Linked DNA regions of Danio rerio: region 1 is linked to region 2. The links are chromatin contacts, called in public Micro-C maps. All regions are on one chromosome and are shown on one strand. Each heading gives the region's core, a stretch centred on a gene start, on an enhancer-like site or on the middle of the called end of the contact. The rest is flanking DNA. Distances are from core to core; before and after follow the strand shown.

Evidence for each region. A called contact is a pair of places that touch in the nucleus more often than the background predicts.
Region 1: a contact with region 2 is called in a Micro-C map of caudal fin, with 5 times the contacts expected there. The contact joins the enhancer-like site here to the promoter of ftr69 in region 2. A contact is called at or near these places in 2 of 18 Hi-C or Micro-C datasets (caudal fin and an unstated tissue) and 2 of 4 datasets of contacts at active chromatin or transcription factors (caudal fin and embryo).

Annotation. Positions count from the first base shown.
Region 1 is chr13:50,068,496-50,075,405 of GRCz12tu, reverse strand. No RefSeq gene overlaps it. Among named protein-coding and RNA genes, the nearest start is that of fgfr2, 6.6 kb to the right of the region's middle. Within about 2 kb of position 5,550, at least 17 of the 62 cell types and tissues checked have an H3K27ac peak or open chromatin away from gene starts, as enhancers often do.
Region 2 is chr13:49,782,835-49,789,593 of GRCz12tu, reverse strand. ftr69 (finTRIM family, member 69) reads left to right here and starts at 1,753. Exons shown (of 9, transcript XM_073920302.1): 1 at 1,753-5,129; 2 at 5,468-5,535.

The sequences.
Region 1 (6,910 bases), core at 4,301-6,800, 280 kb before region 2:
TTTAAATGATTTATAATGTTTAAAGTGGCTGAAAATAATAAATATTCATAATAAGAAAAGTTAATCTGCCACATTTTTTTAACTGCGCAGAGCTGTAGCTGTTTAATTAGGCCTACTATTCTACTGAACTTCATTACTGGGTATTATGGAGGTACTTGAAGACAGAATTTGTTTTCTGAGTTGGCACTTGGTGAAAAAAGTTTAAGAAACACTGGTGTAGAACCCAGCATTTGTGCAGTTCTGGCATGAAATATAGTTAAGGCAGAAATCCAGTGCTGAAAATGTGTCACTTTTCACATTAATATTAAAGCGTCTTCAGAGACATGTGGAGAATAGCATGGTAACGAGTCTCCTTAATTAAGTCTTGCTCTTAAATGGCTCATAAATGTCAGTGCTTGGTGATTTGTAGAGATGACGGTTCTTAACCTCTGACCTTTCCTGTCACCTTGTGCATTAACAGTCCCTCATCCCTCCGGCCAACGCTGCCTCTTCATTCAGCACTAGAGACGTGTATGTGTGTGTGTGTGTGTGTGTGTGTGTGTGTATGTGTGTGTGTCTTCAGATTCTTCAGATGTCTGAGCTGCTGCTCTGTGGAATGCTCTGAATAACTTGCATGCCGGTCACTAGACTTCTGTAGCCCGAGTGAGGGGTTTGATTTCTCATTTGGGCCTGTAATCAGCATAGTATACAGCTTTGGTCAAAATTATTAGCCCTCCTGTGATTTTTTTTCTTGTTTTCAAATACAGTATATTCAAAATGATGTCTAACAGAGCAAGGAATTTTTCACAGTATTTCCTAAAGTATTTTTTCTTCTAGAGAAAGTTCAGACTTACAGTATTTTTTGTCTTATTTTGGCTTAAATAAAAGCAGGTTTTATTTTTTAAACCATTTTAAGTCATTAGTAGTTACCAAACATGTCTAACAACCATGTACAAATCAATCAAAAGTGCAAATCACAATCTATAATCTATAAAGGTCATGAAAATAATGTAACCTGTTTTTGTGCTCAGGTTTGTTGCGTTCTTTTTTAAATGACTACATTATCTGTTTCCTAAGCAGTGGTAAAATCCCTGAGAGGTTTTGTTCTGCCTGCTGTAGTCATTATTAGAGGCGTTTAACACTTGATGAGCTGCAGTTTGAGTCGCTCACCCCAACCACTAATGGATGAACTAGAGCCAATCTCACAGTCAACAACACCACAAGATCCTTTACTGGATTTGCCATTCATATGCATGTAAAAGAGTGCTATTACAGACACCAACGATCATACTGGCTGGTGAACCCAGAGCAATTGCATTCATTTTCGTTGTAGGTTTGATGCAAAGCAATTCAGATGATACTCTGATCAAAATGTCAAGATTCAATTTTACTGATGGATTTTATTTATTATTATTTTTTGTATTTATTTAATCTTTTTTATTTAATTTTATTATTTTTCAGTTTTCACTTATTTAATGTAAGTGTAGCTTGTGAAGCCAGAACAAATGTATTGTTATTTTTTTAGTTTTGATGACCAAAGTAGGTCATTCAGCTAATATTGCGATTAAAATGTCAGAAAAGATTTTATTTTAATTTAGTTTATATATTTTACTAATTTAATTTCATTTCATTTCATTTCATTTTTTTTAGCTTAGTCGTTTTATTAATCGAGTCTCGACAGCGGAATGAGGCGCCGACTTTTAGCATATGTTTTATGTAACGATGCCCTTCCAGCCACAAGCTAGCACTGGGTAACTCTTGCATTTTTTGGACTATGGGGGAACTGGAGCACAAGAAAGAAACCCAAGCCAACATGGGGAGAACATGCAAACTCCACACAGACATGCCAACTGACCCAACCAGGGCTCGATAATTAATTTAATTTATTCTTTCAGTTTTACACTTAAAAGACCAAAAATAAGACCAAACACACTATTTTTCATAGTAAATTTGATGCAAAGTCATTCAGCTAATACTGCAATCAAAATGTTAAGATATTAAGTTTATTGAAGTAATTTTATTTTATTTTATTTTTCAGTTTAATGCAAAGTCATTCAGCTGAATCTGTGATCAAAAAATCAATATAGACATATTTATTTATTTATTAAATTTTATTTTTGTGTATTATCTTTATAATTTAGTTTAATTCAATTCTGTTTTATTTTATTTTATTTTATTTTATTTTAGCTTTTTGGCTGAAAAACACTTGCTGTGCGTATATCTTATTGCATTATTTTTCATATTAGTTTTAATGCAAAGTCATCAAAATGTCAATATATTAATTTTACTGAAAGGAATTTATTTTATTTTAGGAAGGGACAGGTTTGGACCAGTAAGCATCAGCACATTTCTAAACATAATAATTTTATTAATTAATTTCTACTAAATGATTTCTTTTATCTTTGGCATGATGACAGCACATAATATTTGACTAGATATTTTTCAAGATGTTAGTATTCAGCTTAAAGTGACATTTTAGGCTTATTTAAAGTACTTAATTTGGGTTAACTTGGCAAGTCATAGTAATTAGGCAGATCATTGATGGTTTATTCTGTAGACAATTGAAAGACTAAGGGGGGTAATAATATTGCCCTTAATTTTTTTAAGCTGCTTTTTTTCTAGCTGAAATAAAACAAATACGACTTTCTCCAAAGGAGATAAATATTATAGGAAAAACTGGGGTAAATTCCTTGCTCTGTTAAACATCATTTGGGAAATATTACAAAAAGGAAAAAAGTAACAGGAAGGCAAATAATTTTGACTTCTTCAACAGTATATGGCTAGGAATCACTCACTTTGTGATAATTTCCTTTATCTATTTTAAGAGTCCTTTCTATATTATTAAAGTCCGCCACACTAAGTGTGGATCAGGGCTAACTATAGTACTCGCTCATGCTTGACTTTCGTATATGCCATTACAAGTGAATTACCACACAAAACATGTTAATACACGGCAAAGAACACCGACACAGCCATTATCCTCCAATCTGACTTCGCTCTCTATAATTTAAATGTTCAAGTATTTGACACACCTAAAGTCAAATTGCACCCAACACCACTTACAGTGTTTTCTTAATGATTATAATGAATATTTATGTCTCGGGAATGTTGCCAGGGAGATGAAACGTGACATCATGTTTTTGTAAGAATTCTTGCCCTCATAGTGACGCGAGGAGTGAGTGTTTGTTCTCCACGTGAAGGGTTTTCTCTCCCGACTTAAGCAAACTCTGCATTTTGGTAGGACTGTTTTGAAACCTAAAGCTGACCAAACAATTGTCTGGCATAAATCATAAGTTGCTGTCAATAGGGCAGCGAACAGCAGGCGGCTCACGTGACTGACTGCAGAGGTGGAAAAACACTGCAGTGTCACTCAAATAACGCAGCATTAGCATTAGCATAACAGCAGGACATCAGGCCTCCACTTAAGAGACTGTTCTCATGCTCAAATCCATTAGCTTAACTGAAAATCTCAATAGAGGCTCATTGGAAGTGCGTACAATACGTAAAACATTCTTCAACATACGTTTGACTGTGGTTTCTGGGTAAAATGAACATAAGGGGCAGTGACATTGACTTCAATTGTGTGTATACATGTCCTAAGCGGGGTGGGGGGTGGGGGGGGGGGGGGGGGGGGGGGTTGAGTGTTTCGAACTAATCACCCCCCACAGCCAAAAGGTCCAGAATTTGTCCTTTTTTATAATTTTATGTAATTTAATATTATATATTTATTATATAATTGATATAATATATTTATATTCAATATATATTGTAATAGTGTAGCACTTTACAGTTGGATAATGCAATGGCAGCCATATTACACCAAACTGCACACCAAACATCAGACAGAGTGATGAAGCCAATTATGATATGGGCATGGTTAGGAGACCATGATGGACAGAGGCCAGTGGGCAAATTTGGCCAGGATTCTGGGGTTAAACTCCGAACTCCTTCTTTTTTGAAGGATATCCTGGAATTTTTTAACAATGATAGATAGTCAAGACCATGGTTTAACGTCTTATCAGAAATACGGTGCTTTCTGAGCAGTATAGACTAGAGTCCCCATCAATATAGTGGGGCGTTAGGACCCACAGAGACTGCAGGTTGAGTGCCCCCTGCTGGTTTCACTAACACCACATCTTTTTCTTGTATTGTCAACTATTTGAGCTGGAAGTGTGAAAATAGGTTCCTTAGATTGAAATTATCAACCTAATCTCACTAGGAAACGTAAACATTTTTAGATTTGTCAATTTAATTTTCTACAAATTAGTACAAGTTTTGTTTTACAATACTGTTCAATTTTAAAAAGGAAGTGTGGCACCAAACCCCTCCCTAAATCCAATGGTCATTGGAGGATGAGCAAATGGTACTGACTTGTCTGAATTAGATCATATGAATTCATATGAAATAGCCACTAAATCAAAAAGTTACAAAATTCCGTGAGAAATTATTCTTCAAACTCATGAAAATGGTTCTTTTTAACAGAAAAGTTAACAGAAAAGCAAAATGATTCTTCCATAGCAGTGAGAGGTTTGCGTCTTAAATAACCTATGACAGTTTGTGTTCATTGAACAGTACGAATGATTAATTAATCTATATGAAACAGTCCCTTAAAAGTCACGTGTCATCTTCAGTTTCGGGCTCAGGCGCATTTTGCACTCTCACACAAGCGTACCGCGTCAAAGCCAAAGTGAACCGAGCTCAGAGCACTCACACTTCTCAAATGATCCGGGAAATGGGCTTGGGCATGGTTTGGAAATCATAGTGTGAGTAGGCCCTGAGAGTGTATGGAAGTCAATAGTTTCAGCTTTTCTTGACAAACATCTTTATTTGTGTTCAACATGAAGAAACAGTTTGCAACCACTTGAGGATGAGTAAATAGTTAGTAAATACTTTTTTGTGTGAACTAACCCTTTAGGAGTGTGATCATGCAAAAGCGATGCTAAATCGACGTTTATGCAAACGGCTTGCAAATATCAACATGGCCCGTGATTTACACTGCTGGTCAGATCCTAACATCTCCAGCCGGATGAGCAGGACAGTAAGAGAACAGAGAGACGTGACCCTCCTCTTTCACTACAGTCTTTTTCTCCCTGACTCTCACTGGCTGTCCCATTGTGTTTGCTAAATGTGGCAGGCCTGTAAGACAGCCATAAAAACAATGTAAATCTGGCCAGGACAGGCGATGGGGAGACGCGTGAAAGACTGTATAGTCCGTCCTTTATTTGGCACCCCCTAAACCTGCGGCCTGTCCCCTCCTTTTCGCGCTTCCCTCTCATTGCGATCCAAACTGTCACCTTTTATGGGAGACGGTGCTGATGGCTTCACTGTGTCAGAGCGAGCTGGAGAATCTGGCCCTGAAAGAGAAAGAAAAGCCGTGATGGAAGGCCCCATTCACTGAGGAACCTCTCGCTTTTCTTTAACAGCCTTATTAGCTGGCTCATTCCGACTGAATGGGGACGGATCTTTTATGAGGAAGGGGGGGAAAACGGAGAGAGGGAAAGGCATATTCAGCCCTCCTCCTGTCCTAATCCGGCTCTCTTTAGTTTCCAAGGGCCCGTCCAATGGAGGAGACGCTTTGGGAGGGGAGTGTGGGGCCCTCGCTCTCTGACATTTAGGGGTCATTGATTAGGGAGGCTCCCAGTGTGAATGCTGGGAGACTGAGCGCTCAATGGGGGAGTCCGTCATGAGCCACAGATAGCAATGCTGGGAAAATGACGGGGTCCGTATGCAAGCGTGTGGTTAATATGTGGTGTGGTTGGCACTGAGGAAATTGCTAATTGTTTTGCACAGTGCATTAAAGGAATAGTTCATCCAAAAATAAATATTCGGTCATCATTTTCTCATCCTCCACTTGTTCCGAACCTGTTTGTGTGTTTCCTTTTTCTGTCGAACACTATAGAAGATATGTTGAGGAATGTTGGAAACCTGTAACCATTCACTTGTAATATTTTTTCTACTATGATAGCCAATGGTTACCGGTTTTCAGCTTTCTTCAAAGTATCTTCTTTTGTGTTTACATTTCTGTCGCTTTCAATTTGGTGCATTCGCTTTGGTGCATTTTACACAACACTATTCACATTTGCACAACAGATAATACATTTCTCAAAATAATTTGTACAAACTGCAAAATCTAGTTGATAACCTACAAAAGTGTGTCACTTACTCAAAATGGAGAGCTCATTCCTCAAAAGCAAATATACATGTCAATGAAAGTGTCAGTGTCATCAAGATGAAAAGATAATTTTTATACAATTTTTTATGAACAAGATAGTCAAATGGCTTTGTCATGTTTTCATTATGAAAGTTTACTCTACATTATTTCCAATGCAAAAAAGTCAGATTTTGGTGACACTTCTTAAAAAATGCTCAAGACAGCACTATATACTATTTGCACCACTATTAGTAAAGTTAGACATCACTGTATGTAGTGAGGTATTTGAGTACAAGACACTGAATATGTATCTTTCACATTAATACTGCATTTGCTCTTTGCAATTCAATATTCACAGCATTGTGCAAAAAAATAAATACACCCTTATTTACAACAAACATAAACGTTGTTTGGGTAGAACTGAGCACAACTGTAAACAATATTGCAGTACATATTGAAACTGAACCTACAACATACACAGGTCCGTAAACCATTTATCAAATTGTTCAATTTAGAAGACTTTTTCAGGAAAAATAAAGATTAAACATTTTGCATAAAATTTGCTTGACAGATTTTGACAACTAGTTCAACATTTTTGTATGTAGTGACTCGAGTAATTGAAATGAGGACTATTAGTGTTATATTTAATGACTATTCAGCATTCACAGGTTTAGCTCATTTTGACTGATATGACATAAGCAAATGATAATGTTATAAGCAGCAGAGAGTCGTGTGAAAGCAGTTGATGCATGTCCAAAAGCATCTGCAATGTGTTGGAAG
Region 2 (6,759 bases), core at 504-3,003:
TCATGGTTTCACGGTTGTCACGATTATTATGCGTTTTTTATTTCAAAACACTACTAGTAATTCACATGAAAACTCTTTATATTTTAAAGTGTTGTTTATTGCTGCTTAGCAACCAATTAATACAGCACAAAAATAAAAATAAAAAACAAACAATAGTCCATTTCTCTTTGCACTTAAACATAAGTGAAAAAAACATTTGGCATTTGAACAGAAGTAATAATTTTACACTGAAAATAAATGACAGAACAGTGCAAATCAAAATAAATAAAAGGTATTTGTCTAATGTAAATCTAAGCTACATATTAGCTAAGTATTTATCTTTTGAAGAGAACAAATGTAGTCTAAGGCTGCTGAACCTCTGTCTGAAAGATACTTTTAATCTATATTACATAGTTGTTTGGTATTTTTCATAATTTTTTAGATTTTAGAAATGACTCCAAAGTACAACATTGTTTGGTGCATTTATTAAATGGATATATTTATTAAAGTAATATTTTAGTCACAGATCATCTTTAGAACTAAAAAGATAATACATTTAATATCATTTGAAATATTGCAAAAAATCTACAAAAGTTATATGTATATGTGTGCGTGTGTGTGTGTGTGTGTGTCCGTGCGTTTGTTCGTGTTTTTTTTTTTTTTTTTTTTGCATTTTTTAAAATTTGTATTTAATATTTTCCCTATTATATAAATTTGGGCTACTAATTTTTGGATCATTATCTAAAGTTCTTTTGTTAGATAAGCTCCAGATTTGGCTTCAGTACTGACTAATCTAATATATCTGCACACATACAGTAACACTGTAAAACATCCTATAGAAAATATTAATTTAAACAAGATTTTTGTGGGATGCTCATATATGGTGAGCACTATATCAATCAATCATTCAATCAATCAATCAATCAATCAATCAATCAATCAATCAATCAATCAATCAATCAATCAATCAATCAATCAATCAATCAATCAATAATATTAATCAACAGATGAAAATATGTAGTTTTGCACATTCTTAGCTGGAGTAGATGTACAATTCTTTCACTGATATTTTTGGGAAATTTGCATTCATACATCGTGTAATTACAGACACTCTGAATGACGAAGTGAGCACAACTATGAGGGAAAGGGTTTTGTTTAGTGTTTCCCAGGGCTGTTCATGCCTTCAGCCTCACATACACTGATGCGCTGATAAACACACACACATCAGGAGGTGTTTGTCGTGACAGATCTGCATGCTGATAGTGTGAAAGCGGCGCCGCGCTCCTCCTCATCCAGTCTGTTTTGATATGGATGAAGAAAATCTAGATTCGGTACAGTCGGTCAAGCAGTTCAGTCAAATTCCTGTGTAGTGGAAATGTGCACTGTTGTCAGGTTCAGATACACTGTATAAAAATATCTGTAACAAACAGGCCAATTATGGATCTCTGCACAAAAGTCCGATAAATTAATTTGATATGAAGCCTGGTATAAAACTATGACATTAAAAAAAAGTAAAGTACAAAGAAATTAATGCCCACGATTTATTTTGTATTGAGTCTTTATGAGAACTAGATGTTCACAAGGTAAAATAAACATGAACCAAAAAAAAAACCCATAAAATTCCCATACTTAATTAATAATAATAACAATAATAATAATAATAATATCTTTGCCTTTCAACTGTAACTTTGGCTGATTATTTTTATAGACTGAAATAACAACTGAATGGTTCAGATGATAAAAAGAAGTATGGATGGATGGATGGATGGATGGATGGATGGATGGATGGATAGATAGATAGATAGATAGATAGATAGATAGATAGATAGATAGATAGATAGATAGATAGATAGATAGATAGATAGATAGATAGATAGATAGATAGATAGATAGATAGATAGATAGATAGATTGATAGATTGATAGATAGATAGATAGATAGATAGATAGATAGATAGATAGATAGATAGATTCACTTTATTTTATGAGGGTGATTTAGGATATAAATCTGGCAACCCAGAGTTGTGGGAACTTTAAAAAAAAGCACTAAAGGTGTCGTTTACTGGTGATTTGTTTTCACAGAAGAGGTCATGTTGTGGTGCATGTGGCCTGTGTAATGTTAAAAGTTGGACAGGAAATAAAAAGGAGTCACATTGCAAAACCTGTCCTGTGCTGCCATCTAGTGGACTGTATGTCATGACATGCGATTCACAGAGGATTGAGTTCATCAGTCGGCTAATCTGACAGAGTTTATTCAGGTGAGTGCTTTTGCGTCCACTTTATAATGTAAATTCAGCCAGATAAAATATGCAAAATGCAACTGTCTGAAGATGTTACAAATACATTATATATAAACATATAAGAAGCAGTTGCATTAATCTTTGGTGCTTAAAAAGTTGAAATCAACTTAATAAAGAGAAGGTCAGACATTTTCCCATGTTTTTCATGTTAATCTGTGTTTGTAATCACTGTATATTTCTGCATTTCTTCAAACTAGTAACTGAAGTGATACAAATTGTCTATTTATACCAAGAAAAAACATTTTAACTAGCAACTATTATTAATTTCTTTATGTAAGATTTAAAAGAGGAAACGTGAAACAGAATTTAAACTAAAACTCAATTCCTCAGTTAAAAAACTGTATATGTGTGAATGATATCATAACATTTTACATCACAACATTACTCAAAAAAAGCTGGCAATTGTTTCCAAACAGATGTCATTTTAACATTTACGCAATACAGCAGAAGATAATTTTTCTCAATACAGTCAGAAATCCACATACACTCCTCGTGCTAATTACTGAATTTTTACAAAAAAAGTTTACTAAATAACAGTATTTGACAGTTGTGTTTGAATGTGATTTTAAATTAACTGCTTAATTGATTTTAACTTAATTGTATGTGTGTGTAACCCCGCCGGTCTTACACTACCCAACCCGCTCTGAGCTGGGCGACCTTCCGCATATGAGTCGGATGCTCTACCAAGAAGGCTAAAGACCATGGCGTCTAGCATCTGTCGCTAGAGCACCTTTAGAGGTCAGAGGAGTGAGGTTTACCTGCACAGCACGTACTAGCTTGCCTCCGTTACATGTGTATTACAGTGTGTAAGTACAGTACATTTGTGTACAGTCTCCAAAATCCAAGTACTTTCCAAAAAATAATAATCTTAAAAGTTAAAATTACCAGAGATGGGAAGTAACAAAGAACTTATTCAAGTAGATTTTCTGGTATCAGTATATAACTCCACTATTGTTTTTATTTTATTTTTTTACTTTTATTCATTATATTTTTACACAGATATCTGTTTCTACTTACATTTTTAAACCAATCTCATTAATTTAATTTTTGTGTCTTCGACTGTCTATATTTTTTGTCATTGTGCAAATTGAATGAATTTTCAATAATTATGTAATCAATTACTGTACTTGAAAAGATACTGTACTGTATCTATATTTACTGTACTTAACTAGATTTCCTGGTTTCAGTGTATTACTCCACTATTTATTTATTTATTTATTTATTTGACTTTCTGGTATCAGTATATAAGTCCATTATTATTATTTTTTTTTTACTTTTACTCATTACATTTTTACACAAATATTTAATTTTCACTCCTTACATTTTTAAATCAATTTAATTACTTTCATTTTCATGTCTTTGGCTATCTATATTTTTTGTTATTGTGCAAATTGAATGAATTTTTGATTCAGCCATTTTTTCCCCATTGTGAGTATATAATTATTTTTTTCATAACAGAAATCCACATATACCCCATGCTAATTACTGAATTAAAAACCTTCATTTGTTTATTACATAAATGTAGTTTACAGCAATTGACACCAAAATGTGATTTTGGCTTAATTGCTTAATTAATTTGAACTTTAACTTAATTGTGCGCAGGTGTATGTACAGTTTGTATACACAGTACATTTGTGTACTATTTACAGTGTCCAATATCAATGTACATTTTTCAAAAAAAAAAAAAAAAATTAAAAAGAAAAATTCACCTCTGTAAACTACCTGACAAAAGTCTTATTTCCCATCCAAGTTTTAGAAAAAAACAAATAATAACTTGACTTCTAGTTAATCATTTGGCATCAGAAGTGGCTTATATGAAAGGCAAAGGCCTCTAGATTACGCTTATTTGACCAAAATAAAATATGATCATGCCACTTATTTTTAATTATTTAATTAGGACAGTAAGGTCTAACTTTTCTTATTCAAAAGTCTTGCCACTTAACAGAAGTAATGTACAGTATAGAATATAAAGTCATGCTGCAGAGGAAACAGAATAAATATTTTGTCTGACTCCATCATGAGCTTAGAGGACTGCATCCATACATCTCTGCAATGACTCAAATCACTTATTAATAAAGTCATCTGGAATGGCAAAGAAAGCATCTTGCAGGACTCCCAGAGTTCATTAAGAGTCTTTGATGTCATCTTCAACGCCTTCTCCTTCATCTTACCCCAGACATGCTCAATAATGTTCATGTCTGGTGAATGGGCTGACCAATCCTGGAGCACTTTGACCTTTTTTGCTTTCAGGAACTTTGACATGGAGACTAAAGTATGGAATGAGCGCTATCCTGCTGAAGAATTTGCCCTCTCCTGTGGTTTGTAATGTAATGGGCAACACAAATGTCTTGATACCTCAAGCTATTAATGTTGCCATCCACTCTGCAGATCTCTTGCACGCCCCCAAACCATGATTTTTCCTTCACCAAACTTGACTGATTTCTATGAGAATGTTTGGTCCTTGAAGTTCCGATAGGTCTTCTGAAGTATTTGTGATGATTGGGATGCAGATGATCCATCAGAGAAATCTACCTTCTGACACTTTTCCAAATGATCAACTAGAAGTAAAGTTATTATTTGTTGCTCTTACAACTAGGATAGACGATAAGACTTTTGTCAGGTTGTGTATAACAATTACTACACAGTTAGAAAATGCATTTTTATCTTTATAAAATTTTATAAACAGACTTTAAGTGGAGAAGTACACAGATCTTTAAATGTTAAAAGGCAGGAGCATGTGTGAAATCCCCAGTACTTTGCAAACCCACATTTGAAAACACAGCTTATGTGTGCATCTGTTTTTAAAGGACCAAAGTGAAAACAGGAAAAGCGTCAACAAGATGAATCACAGGTACTAATCAACTAACAGTACAAAAAAAGTATCACTACTGTATGAAAATAGACGTATGCATTTTACCCAGTCATTGAGAAATACTTTATTCCATATTGCATGGGCTCTGATTAGTTGATAACATCAATGCTAAGCCTTTTACACAATTATATTAAATTCACAGTTAGTGGCAGGAAGAATTTGGTTTTGCACATCTCCTCAGCCCACATTTGTTTCCTGTTAAGCATTTTCTTCTTTTTTTTCTTTTTCTTTTTTTTTTGTGGACCCAAATTGCGTATATTGCATGTCTGCAGTCAAGATACCTATTTCTGTTTCTCTTGATGCTTTTTTATATTCAGTCACACGGTTGTTAGTGGAGTGATTGATAGCAGACGGTGATAAAATCATCAGCAGTGGAAAAGCACTGGTGAGTGAAATAACAGGTGAATTTTATCTTGTATAAATCAGTGTTGCTTAAACTAAAATACATTTTGCCAACTTTGTTTGCTTGACATTTTGAAAACATTGGCAGAATCAATTTGATGTTGCTGTTTAATGTTGGACAGGATCCTGTAAGAAGATTTTAATTTAATAATAATGCTACTCAAATACTTTAACAAATGTTGTACAAGAGTATCTGTTTGAGAGGAGACTGTCCATATGCACCCCCCTTGAAATGTACAGTATGTCCATTTATATTAGTTAAAAAATATTATCTTTTGAGTGTCAGAAGGTTGCAGTAGAGTTTAAAAGTTATAGTAGGCCACATACAGTATAAACATCTTTTATTCTAAATATCGGTAAAATATTAAGTGAAAATCAGGTTCCATTACTTTTTTTTGTCAACTTACTTCTGTAAATATATCCCAACTCAATTGTGATTAGTAACATGTAGTTCTGGGCAAAGATTAAAAGCACTCCATTGGACAACTTAAACATTTATTTATTTATTTATTTTTTTTTTTTTGAACCCTCAGATTTGAGATTTTTAAATAGCTGTGATTTACATAAGGTTTACAGGGTTACATAAGAAAATGTAACTATACAAAAACAACCAAAGTATATATTATGTGTGTATATATATTTATATATATATATATATGTGTGTGTGTGTGTGTGTGTGTGCGTGTGTGTGTGTGTGTGTGTGTGTGTGTGTGTGTGTGTGTGTGTGTGTGTGTGTGTGTGTGTGTGTGTGTGTGTGTGTGTGTGTTTTGCTATTTGTAGTTCTGTACTTTGGAAGTTTCATGCGAAGTCTTGAGTTTTGAGTTCTGTGCAGTTCCAATGTTAATAGCAAACGTATTTTATTGTTTTTTTTCTAAATAAATAGTAATAAAATAAACAAAAAACACTTGTTTTTCCCTTTTACTGTATGTTTGCACGCAGTTCATGGATTTTGTAAATCTTTGAATTTTAATTTTCCTTTTAAGAGAGTTTCAGGTTGTTTTGTAACACTTACTTGAAACTTGCACATTAATAATAATCAGAAGTAATAATTTTTGCAGAGATGCATGAACAATACAACCTAAATGTCTTCACTTCTGATGGGATGCACTCATTAATGCTGTGTAGCACATAATAACTCACATCAGTGTACAAGTACAAGTACTAAGGGTTGCTATAACAAATATTTTGTCTTAACTCTTTTAGACTG